Linked DNA regions of Mus musculus: regions 1 and 3 are each linked to region 2. Evidence: chromatin contacts called from public Micro-C and promoter capture Hi-C data. All regions are on one chromosome and are shown on one strand. The core of a region is the stretch at or near the end of the contact, and the rest is flanking DNA. Distances in the headings are between cores, read along the strand shown.

Region 1 (2,700 bases), core at 62-2,561, 820 kb before region 2:
ATCCACAGTGGGAGAACCAAGTCCCAAAAGCTTTGACCTTTGACCTCAAAGAGGGAGGGAGTAATCTATCGTGTGTATGCCAGGCACACACACATAATGATTAAATAAACGCAAAATGTATCAAGGTCTATTGAAAAACAAGATGTAAGAGACAGTTGCACTTTAAACGCTTAAGCAATTTCATACAGTCATCTCCAACAGAACTGTTCACAGTTCGCTCAAAGCAATCAGCCACAACCACCTGCAACTATTACTCTGAGTCCAGGGCCTTTTCTTAACGGGTCAACTCAAAAATGAAAAATGGTACAAAGAGATCAAGCACAGGAGAGGGGGTTGAGGGGGGCAAGGAAAAGAAAAGGCTGATAGCACTTTTGAGGGGCTAAGAGTAATGAGACTCACTCCTTCATGGTTGGTTGCTATAGAATGAAGTTGTCTAAACACCAACATCTTCCTTCTTGTGTGTAAAAACCTCACTCACTCGCGCTCCCAATTTACCAACCCCAAGTCAACGCAAAGGGATTCTCTTCCCTCAGCGAATTCTACTCATCTGACCAAGAAAAGAACCAAAACCCTAGAGTGGCAATGTGAGATCTGCTGCAGTAGCCCCTCCAGCTACCTCCAAGGCGACATCCATGCCTCATTTTCCATCTGAAATACAACCTTTCCTCTTCTATCTAACCAGGTTCAAAATAATAAGATCATCTTAAACATTTTACATCCGATCCACCTTGGCCGCACCCCAACTCCAGGGCTCCCCAATAGCCCCACATCATGCCTCCCACCCTCGGCTCTCGGTGGGCCAGAAGCCCCCCACCTCCCACCTCCAGCAGCGATCCTTACCGCCAGCGCCTTCGCTCCCGCCCAATCCGGGAGCTCCGCAGGGCGCGGCCGCCGGTGGGCTCGGGTGCGCTGGGGCGGGGTCCGCCCTCCCGACCTCCCCATCCTCCTCCCCACCCCCGGCCCAAAAAGGAGGGGGAGGGGTCCCCAAGCCTCACCTACAGCTCCGCCCCTCCCCAGGGGCGCTCTGCCCTGCCCAGCCAGGGCCGGGAGCGCCGAGCCGGGTAGGAAACGACAAATGCCTCGGCGCCTGCGACCTCTGGGCAGATCGAGGTTCCGCCTGACGAGCGAGCCGCTGCCGACGCGGCCGCCTTACTCTCCTCAGGGCCGCCGCTGCTGCTGCGGTTGCTGCTACTGCTTCCCGGACAGCCTGCCGCCGACACTACCACAGCCGCCGCCGCCGCCGCCACCGCCACAGCACGACCGGCGCCCGCGACGTCACCACGCCCCGCCCCCCGCGCACACCTAGCCCCACCCCCTGTCGCCCGCGCGGCGCCCTCGCCCCGCCTCCCGCTCTCCCGGGCCGCTGGGCTTTCCCTCGTCCCACTGGGAAGCGCCCCGCTACGCCGCTCCACGGGACCGCGCGCCAGGATCGACAAGTGCGGCGCTCCGAGGCCGCGAAGGTAACTGGGTGCCGAGGCAGGGTTGCGCCACACGTAGCGCCGCCCCTCACACACACACCCACACCCACACCCACGGCCGAGCGTCCACCGGGAGCCCGGGCCGCGATATTGAGCGAGGAAGGTGCGGACGAGGAGGGGCGGCGTTTGTCTCCTCCTGCTTGCCGTAGGACGTGGACTGCTGGAAGCCCCAGGAGTGGAGTGGCCTTTCCCAAACCTGGAGTCGCCCCGCCCCTTCCTTGGCAAGCCCGTTACCCGAACCCTGGGACGGCCGCCACCTTAGGAAATAAATAGCTCAGGGCTTGTCATTAGAGCCACGGCTGCCTGGACACCCTTTGTCCAAGAGAAGTTAGCTTCTCTCACCCTTGGCTTTTGCGCTGTGAGGCTGTGGAAGGCAATAATACTCTTGAGTCATCTGGGCTGTCCAAGCGGTCATGGCAAAAGACCCTCGCCTCAGTAGGTGGCTTTTTTTGCAAGGATCATTCCAGGGAGGAAGAGTGTGGGCGGAACCTGATGTCCACATGCAGTGTACTGTGCCAAATGCTTCACCGCGTTACCTTTTTTATTTAGCCCTCACACCAAGCAAGGCGAACTACAAAGCAGCTGCTACCTTATTTTAGACAGCCCAGTTTTCTGCTGCTGAATTTCAACCTTTGCCTTTTGTCAAGAGCAAGCCAAAAAAAAAAAAAAAAAAAAAATACGGAGGTGGGGGCAACACATAGTTACTAATCTTAAAAATGTAGATAAGCTATCTCTAAGCCGAAAATCCAAGGGTGGTGTGAATTACACTCATCCCCATACTCACAGCGCTTATTAAGCTAATTTGAAATGCCTTTGAGATGAGAGGAGCTAAGACTCACCGGTTTACTCATCCCTAACCTCCCACCATCATAATTAACCGGCTTACACTCTTCCTAATCCCATTAACATCTTCCCCCATCCTGTAGTATTCACGTTCATCCACCAAACTATATTTTGTCCTTTCCAGATTCTCTAATTGTTCCCTTCCAAAATGCACTTGGGTCATTACAGCTCCTTGGGCACACTAAACTGATTCCCCTTCAGTACATCTAACATATGACAGCCAATTGTTAGAGAGTGTGCAGCTAAACGGGACTATTCAGCAGCCAGAAAAGAATCTTCAAAGATTTCGTTTCTGGGGCTGGGAAGATGACTTAGTGGATACGAGCATTTGCTCTACAAGCAGGAGAACCTAAGTTTGAATCCCCAGCACCCACATAAA
Region 2 (2,700 bases), core at 111-2,610:
TTGGCTCACAAAAGGCACACTTGGATATATAACTTAAGGATTTTAGTGTTTTTAAGTGCTGCCTTACAAAGACACAAGAGGTTAGTTATTAAAGTAATTAGAATAGGTGAGGGAGGAGGAACGAGCCAGGCCTCCCACTTACACATCTATCTCACAAACTCGCTCCCTATTATTCTTTCCAGGGTTGTACCTATCTAAACAGCCGAATTTGAGTGCACCTAAGGGGCGGTGTTTCTGGCGAGGTGGACTAAAGAAGCAGCCAGGACTCTTAGAGTAGAACTGCTCAAGCGCAAATGACCAATACAAATAGGCGCTACTACAACGTAGTTTTTCCAAACTTCTGGGCTATTTCGGGGGTGATTTTTTCCCCTTCCGGTTTAGACAGAATTCCACCGTCCTAAATAGCAGTTAACTTTTCTAAAGTCCGAGCACCTTCCTCTCGGAGCGTATTCCCGCAGCCCGGGCAGGTCTCCACCCCCACCCGGACACACGTCCTTAGTCTCCAGGCTCTTCCCCATCCCCCAGCCTCCCAGCCACATTGTGAGCACTCGCGCCCGCAGCAGCCGCGCTCCGCTCCGGCGAGGGCAGTCAGAGGGCTCAAAGCCAGTCTCCTCCAGGGCGGCTGCACGTGTCCGTTCCCTGGGGTGGGGGAAATTGCTCTTCCCGCTAGGCTGCTGATTGGTGCCTCCCCCCTACTCCACCCTTCCCGCCACACTCTACCCCTCCATCCTACTCGGTTCCAGCCGAACCAGCCCCACCACCTTCTTCCCTTGGAGAAGCGAGGCACTTTAGCGCTCCCTTAAGTCCCGTTCTCAGATAGGCTAATAATAGTAATAATAATAAAAATAAAAAAGCGCTAAAGAACAGGTGGAAAGCGCGTCGTTTCCCCGGGCCTCCGGTTTCCAGCGTGGACGTCCCACTCGCTCTGTCCCGCGCCACCCTCCACAGCAGTAATAACTGAAATCCCACACGTGCGCACTCCCGGAGCGAGTCCCCAGCAAGAGCACCACCCCGCGGGCCCTTTAAAAGGACTCGACCACTGAGGCCACGTGGGGGTGGGAGAGACCCTTATTGTCTTCCGTCACCAAAGTCGCCGAACTCCCCGGCCCCAAACACCTGCACGGCAGAGCGCGGCTCCCACCCGCCCGGCCGCCCGCGGGCTGCGCGCGGGCCCCTCCGCGTCACGGGCGGCCCCTCCCCGGGCGCGGCTCGCCCGCTCCCCCTCCCCCGCCCTCGGTGCAGCTGTCCGCGCAGGGGTGGGGGCGGGGTTGTTGTTGTGGTGCGCGCCGGCCCCGCCCCCTCCTCGTGGGCGGCCCCTCCTCCCAGGTTTCTGCCGGGCCCCCTCCCCACCCCCAGCCCCATCTGTTTTCCTCAGCGCTGAGTGGATTATATTGTATGGGATTGGGGGCGGCCGCACGGCCGCGGCGGGACGGGGCGAGCGCGCGGCCCCCGCCGGCTGCCCGAGCAGCGGCCGCTTGAGCGAGTCGGACCGCCGCCCCCCGCCCGGCCGCGCCTCCGCTTGAGCTCACGCCGAGCGGCGGGAGCCGCCGCGCGCTGAGTGAGAGGCGCTGCCGGCGGCCGGAGTCCGAGCGAGCGAGCGAGAGCGAGTGAGCGAGCGCGGCGGGGAGATGTGCCCGGAGGAAGGCGGCGCGGCCGGGCTGGGCGAGCTCCGCTCCTGGTGGGAAGTCCCGGCCATCGCGCACTTCTGCTCGCTCTTTCGCACGGCGTTCCGCCTGCCCGACTTCGAGATCGAGGTGAGTAGCCGGCGCTGCGCCCTTTCTCCGCGCTTCTCTGCGGGGAGTCGCGGGCCGCCGACTTGGCGCGGAGTGCGGGCGGCGAGGGGGCTCGGCGGCGGGCACGAGGCTGGCGGCCGGCACGGGCTCCCCGTGGCCCCGCGCGCTCTCGCCGGCGGGGGTCGAGCCTGCTTTTGTCGGCGCGGGACCCCGGGGCTCTCCCGGGACTTCTCGGCCGGTCTGAGGGCGAGAGTGCGCGCGCGCTCCCCGCTGGAGCCTCGGAGGCGGCGAGCAGCTGCTCAGGCGGGGACCGGGACGCGATGCGGGCTCACGCGCCGGGGGCCACAGCGGCGGGGCGGGAGCGGCCTCGGGCAGGGGCGGCGTTGCTCGGGAGACGCTCGCCCGGGTCGCACTTGGCGGACTTGCGGAGGCCCGTAACTCTCGGGCGCTTCGAGTCAACTTCGGGCGGGCGCAGATGGGGCCTGGGCTTGGGGCGTTCTCCTTGTGGGACCGCCCGTCGCTCACCGTCGCTCGGGACGCCGAGACTGTGGAGGGAAAGTTTGGGCCCCCCTCCCTTTTAAAACAGCTCCTCTACGGAGGAAGGCGCAGCCGTCCGTATTCCGGGAGCTCTCTCTCTGAGTTGATTTCGCCACCATTATTCCCCCGGGCGAGCGAGGAGGAAAGGAATGGCTTTCTGGCCAGGCCGAAGGTGCTTTCAAGACCCGAGGCTTTGTGATAACTGGACTAAAATCCGAGGGTCCTAATGACAAGGACGGTGGCGGGAGTGTGGGAAACGGAATGTATAAGATGGTCCGAAGCAGCATCCTGGCATTTATTTTTGGAAGGAATTGTGAAATACTGATTGGTTGGCAGGTTGAGTTGCTTTTTTTCCTGTCTGTAGGGACTTAATCACCCTTTTTTTTTTTTTTTTTCTTCCTTGGGACAAAGGTACAAGAAACTGTTGTTG
Region 3 (2,868 bases), core at 106-2,605, 540 kb after region 2:
GGGGTAGGCAGTTCCAGCTTGGAGGCCGTGTATCAGTGGGAAGTGTTTTCAGTACTTTCTCACATGCAAAGATGATTAAAACATGTATCCTCTCCTCAAGAAACTCATAGACAAATACATGAAAGGTGAGCCAACAGAATAAACTACTACCTAGATAAGTTTTACTCTGCTGCTTCCTGAGCACAGAAGCAAAGGTGTGTCTTCATCTATGTTTGGAAACAGAGCCAACATCTGGCCACAGCAGCTCCACCTACATCTTGAAGAACTCTTAACTTCCCACAGTGACTTGTGTGGTGGGAAGTTGCCAGAGAAAAGAGGGAGGGAAGAAAAGCTGGGTTATATCTCTTAAGTATGAAGTGGCCCTTGATAGGGAATTCCATGTCGCAGTTCAGGTGTAAGAACCATCCAACCCCAACCGACTTGGAGACAAAGGGACTTGTGGAGCCTGTTAGTAATGTGGGCAACTAGAGAGGCTCTTAAGCTGAGCATGGTAGCACACACTTTGGAAGCAGAGGCAGGTGGGTGGAGCTCTGTGAGTTCCAGGCCAGCTTGGTTTACAAAGCAAGTTCCAGGACAGCCAGGGTTACAGGCTAGGTGAGCCCCTATCCTCACCCAACTAGATGGAGGGTGAAGAAATCCTTTGCTCTTCAGTGTCATCTGTGGCCACTAAGAGGAGGTCCTAACAGGGCAGAGGCAGTGAGAACCCTGATGTTCTGGGGTACATGCAAAGTGACACATTTGGGGATTACGTAGGAAAGGCTCTTGTAGGAGTGGGTCAGGAGGAGAGACTTGAGAATCATGGAGATATTCTGAGAGTATTTAAAATAGTGCTGAATCCCTGAATCTACTATGGAGGGCTTGCAGCAGATGCAGATGCAGATGCAGAGGCATACCATCTTCTGACTTCTCCAGTAACCAGGCAGGCAGTGGTGGAAGCAGAAGCGTGGGCTCTGACCACGGGCTGGTCTGATCCTGCAGGCTCTCCTGGACTGAGGTGACCGGCTAACAGATTAGTGTCTTCCCACCACACCAGCCAGTGTTGGCAGCAGGACGACTATGAACATTTGGGGGGAGAAACAAGCATTTGTTTTGGAGTATTTTTCCACTGCTTTCCAGTGGCCTCGGAGTGGATGCGGGGTTTGTATGCACACGTGTGTTGCGGTCACAGGACTGCTTCCTGGACTGCAAGGCTCAGGAGCTCAGTGGCAGCTCCGGGCATGAGAAGCAGCCAGGCTGGACTAGGGAGCCTCTGGTGGGAGGGGAGGTGCCATTGTGACCTACCCAGGTCCCTCCCCTCCGCGGGCACTGTGATGCTGCAGGGCAACTGCTGGCCCAGCATGTCTGTCTCAGGCCCCCTCCCTCGCAGTGTGTCACAACCGCGGAGGCGGCCGTATCTGGAGCAGTTGGGGTGGGCAGGCCCAGCTGGGAGGCGAGCGGGCGAAGAGAGCGGCCACGATGGTGAGACTTCCCCGCCCGGGCTGGCCCCGGACGCGCGCAGGTGCCGGGGAGAGAGCTGCGGGGCCACGGGGTAGCTGTGGGGTGGCTTTGGATCTACTGGGCTCCAAGTCTCCTGGAGGGTCTGTGGGTCAGTTCAGGGTCAAGGGTCTTGTTTCCCAGGGGTGAGAATATTTTGTAGAGAATGTAGAGAGCAGGGGCTATTGGATCCTTAAAGGGACCTAAGACCGATCTGCGCTCGCTAAAGAGAGGAGGGCGAACCTGGAGAGCTCGGTGGAGAGATACGTTAGAATCTGGGGGAGTAGCCACTCGTGGACCAGAGTGAGAAGAAATGGGATGCCGAGGGATTCTGGACAGGTGGTCTGGACCTGGGTGGCCTGGGGGAGTAGTCTCCAAACCTAATCAAAAGTGGCACGTTCCCGGGGTCATTCTCCACCCTCATCACCCGGCCATCGGCTATCGGCTTGGGTTTAGGGCAACTTCAATTCGAGCTGGGTGTTATGGACCCAAGACGTTTCCCAGGTGCCTGTCACCAGTGCTGGCTCCTCGGCCATCGGCTTGGGTTTGGGGCACCCTCAGTTTCAGCTGGGTCCAAACCAGCTTCGCAAGCGCCTGGCGCTGGAGCAGGCTCCTCACCTTTCCCGGCGGTCAAAGTCAAAAAGACTTTGGGACTCAGAAGTTTGGGACCCAGATACCAGGGGACCTAAGCCGTTTCATTTTATTTTCTATTCTGGCTTCCAGGCAGCAACTCTTCTTCATTAGTTGCTGTCTCCACTAGCGGCTGCTACCTTCACAGCCCCTCAGAGCGAGCTTTACAGCATCTCTGCCAAAGCCCCTGGGAAGCTCCCCTGCGGGGGACTAACGTTGGCCTCAATCATTGCTCTCCCGCCCCCCTCCCCCCACGCCAGGAAGCCCTGGTGTGTCCGCAGTGAAGTGGGACAGAAAGGTTAGAGTGGAGAGGGGTGGGCAGAATAAGAGTATCTCACAGGCCAAGGTCAGGTTCTCTGAGCCACTTGCTCTGGTGTCAGTGACAGAACAGCCAGGCCAGAACCTTCCTTCTCTCCTCCCCACCTCTTTTCTCCCTCCCCCATCCCCTCCGCCCTCCTTTTCCCCTCCTCCTGCCACCCCTCCTCCTCCCCTCTGGCTGTTCATTTGGGAGATTGCCCAAGACTTTCTGGCGCTGGCTCTCCTGTCAGCCCTACCTCTAAGCCTATCCTATCACTCGCCAAGCATGCTTCCAGACACACCTGGGATCTTGAAGAATTTGACAACGCAGGAGAGAGTGACCAGAGGAAACCACTTGTGCTCAGGTCCTAGGTGTGGGACCGTAGGAGGAGTTCAGATTCGGGCACTTGGCAATGTGGCTAGCACTTCGGGAAGGTCATCAAACTTCTCTTGGCTGGCTTTTCACAT

The links. Promoter capture Hi-C pulls out the DNA fragments that hold promoters and counts their contacts. A called contact is a pair of places that touch in the nucleus more often than the background predicts.
Region 1: a Micro-C map of embryonic stem cells shows a contact between it and region 2, with 8 times the contacts expected there. The contact joins the promoter of 3110021A11Rik here to the promoter of Cecr2 in region 2. A contact is called at or near these places in 3 of 39 promoter capture datasets (hippocampal neurons and liver) and 1 of 484 Hi-C or Micro-C datasets (embryonic stem cells).
Region 3: a contact with region 2 is called in a promoter capture Hi-C map of neural stem cells. The contact joins the promoter of Tuba8 here to the promoter of Cecr2 in region 2.

Annotation. Positions count from the first base shown.
Region 1 is chr6:119,846,882-119,849,581 of GRCm38.p6, forward strand. It overlaps 3110021A11Rik (RIKEN cDNA 3110021A11 gene), which reads left to right and starts at 1,312. Exons shown (of 1, transcript NR_030776.1): 1 at 1,312-2,148. It overlaps Erc1 (ELKS/RAB6-interacting/CAST family member 1), which reads right to left and starts at 1,269. Exons shown (of 21, transcript NM_053204.2): 1 at 996-1,269.
Region 2 is chr6:120,664,954-120,667,653 of GRCm38.p6, forward strand. It overlaps Cecr2 (CECR2, histone acetyl-lysine reader), which reads left to right and starts at 1,361. Exons shown (of 19, transcript NM_001368706.1): 1 at 1,361-1,754. The coding sequence starts at 1,629.
Region 3 is chr6:121,209,379-121,212,246 of GRCm38.p6, forward strand. It overlaps Tuba8 (tubulin, alpha 8), which reads left to right and starts at 1,356. Exons shown (of 5, transcript NM_017379.2): 1 at 1,356-1,458. The coding sequence starts at 1,456.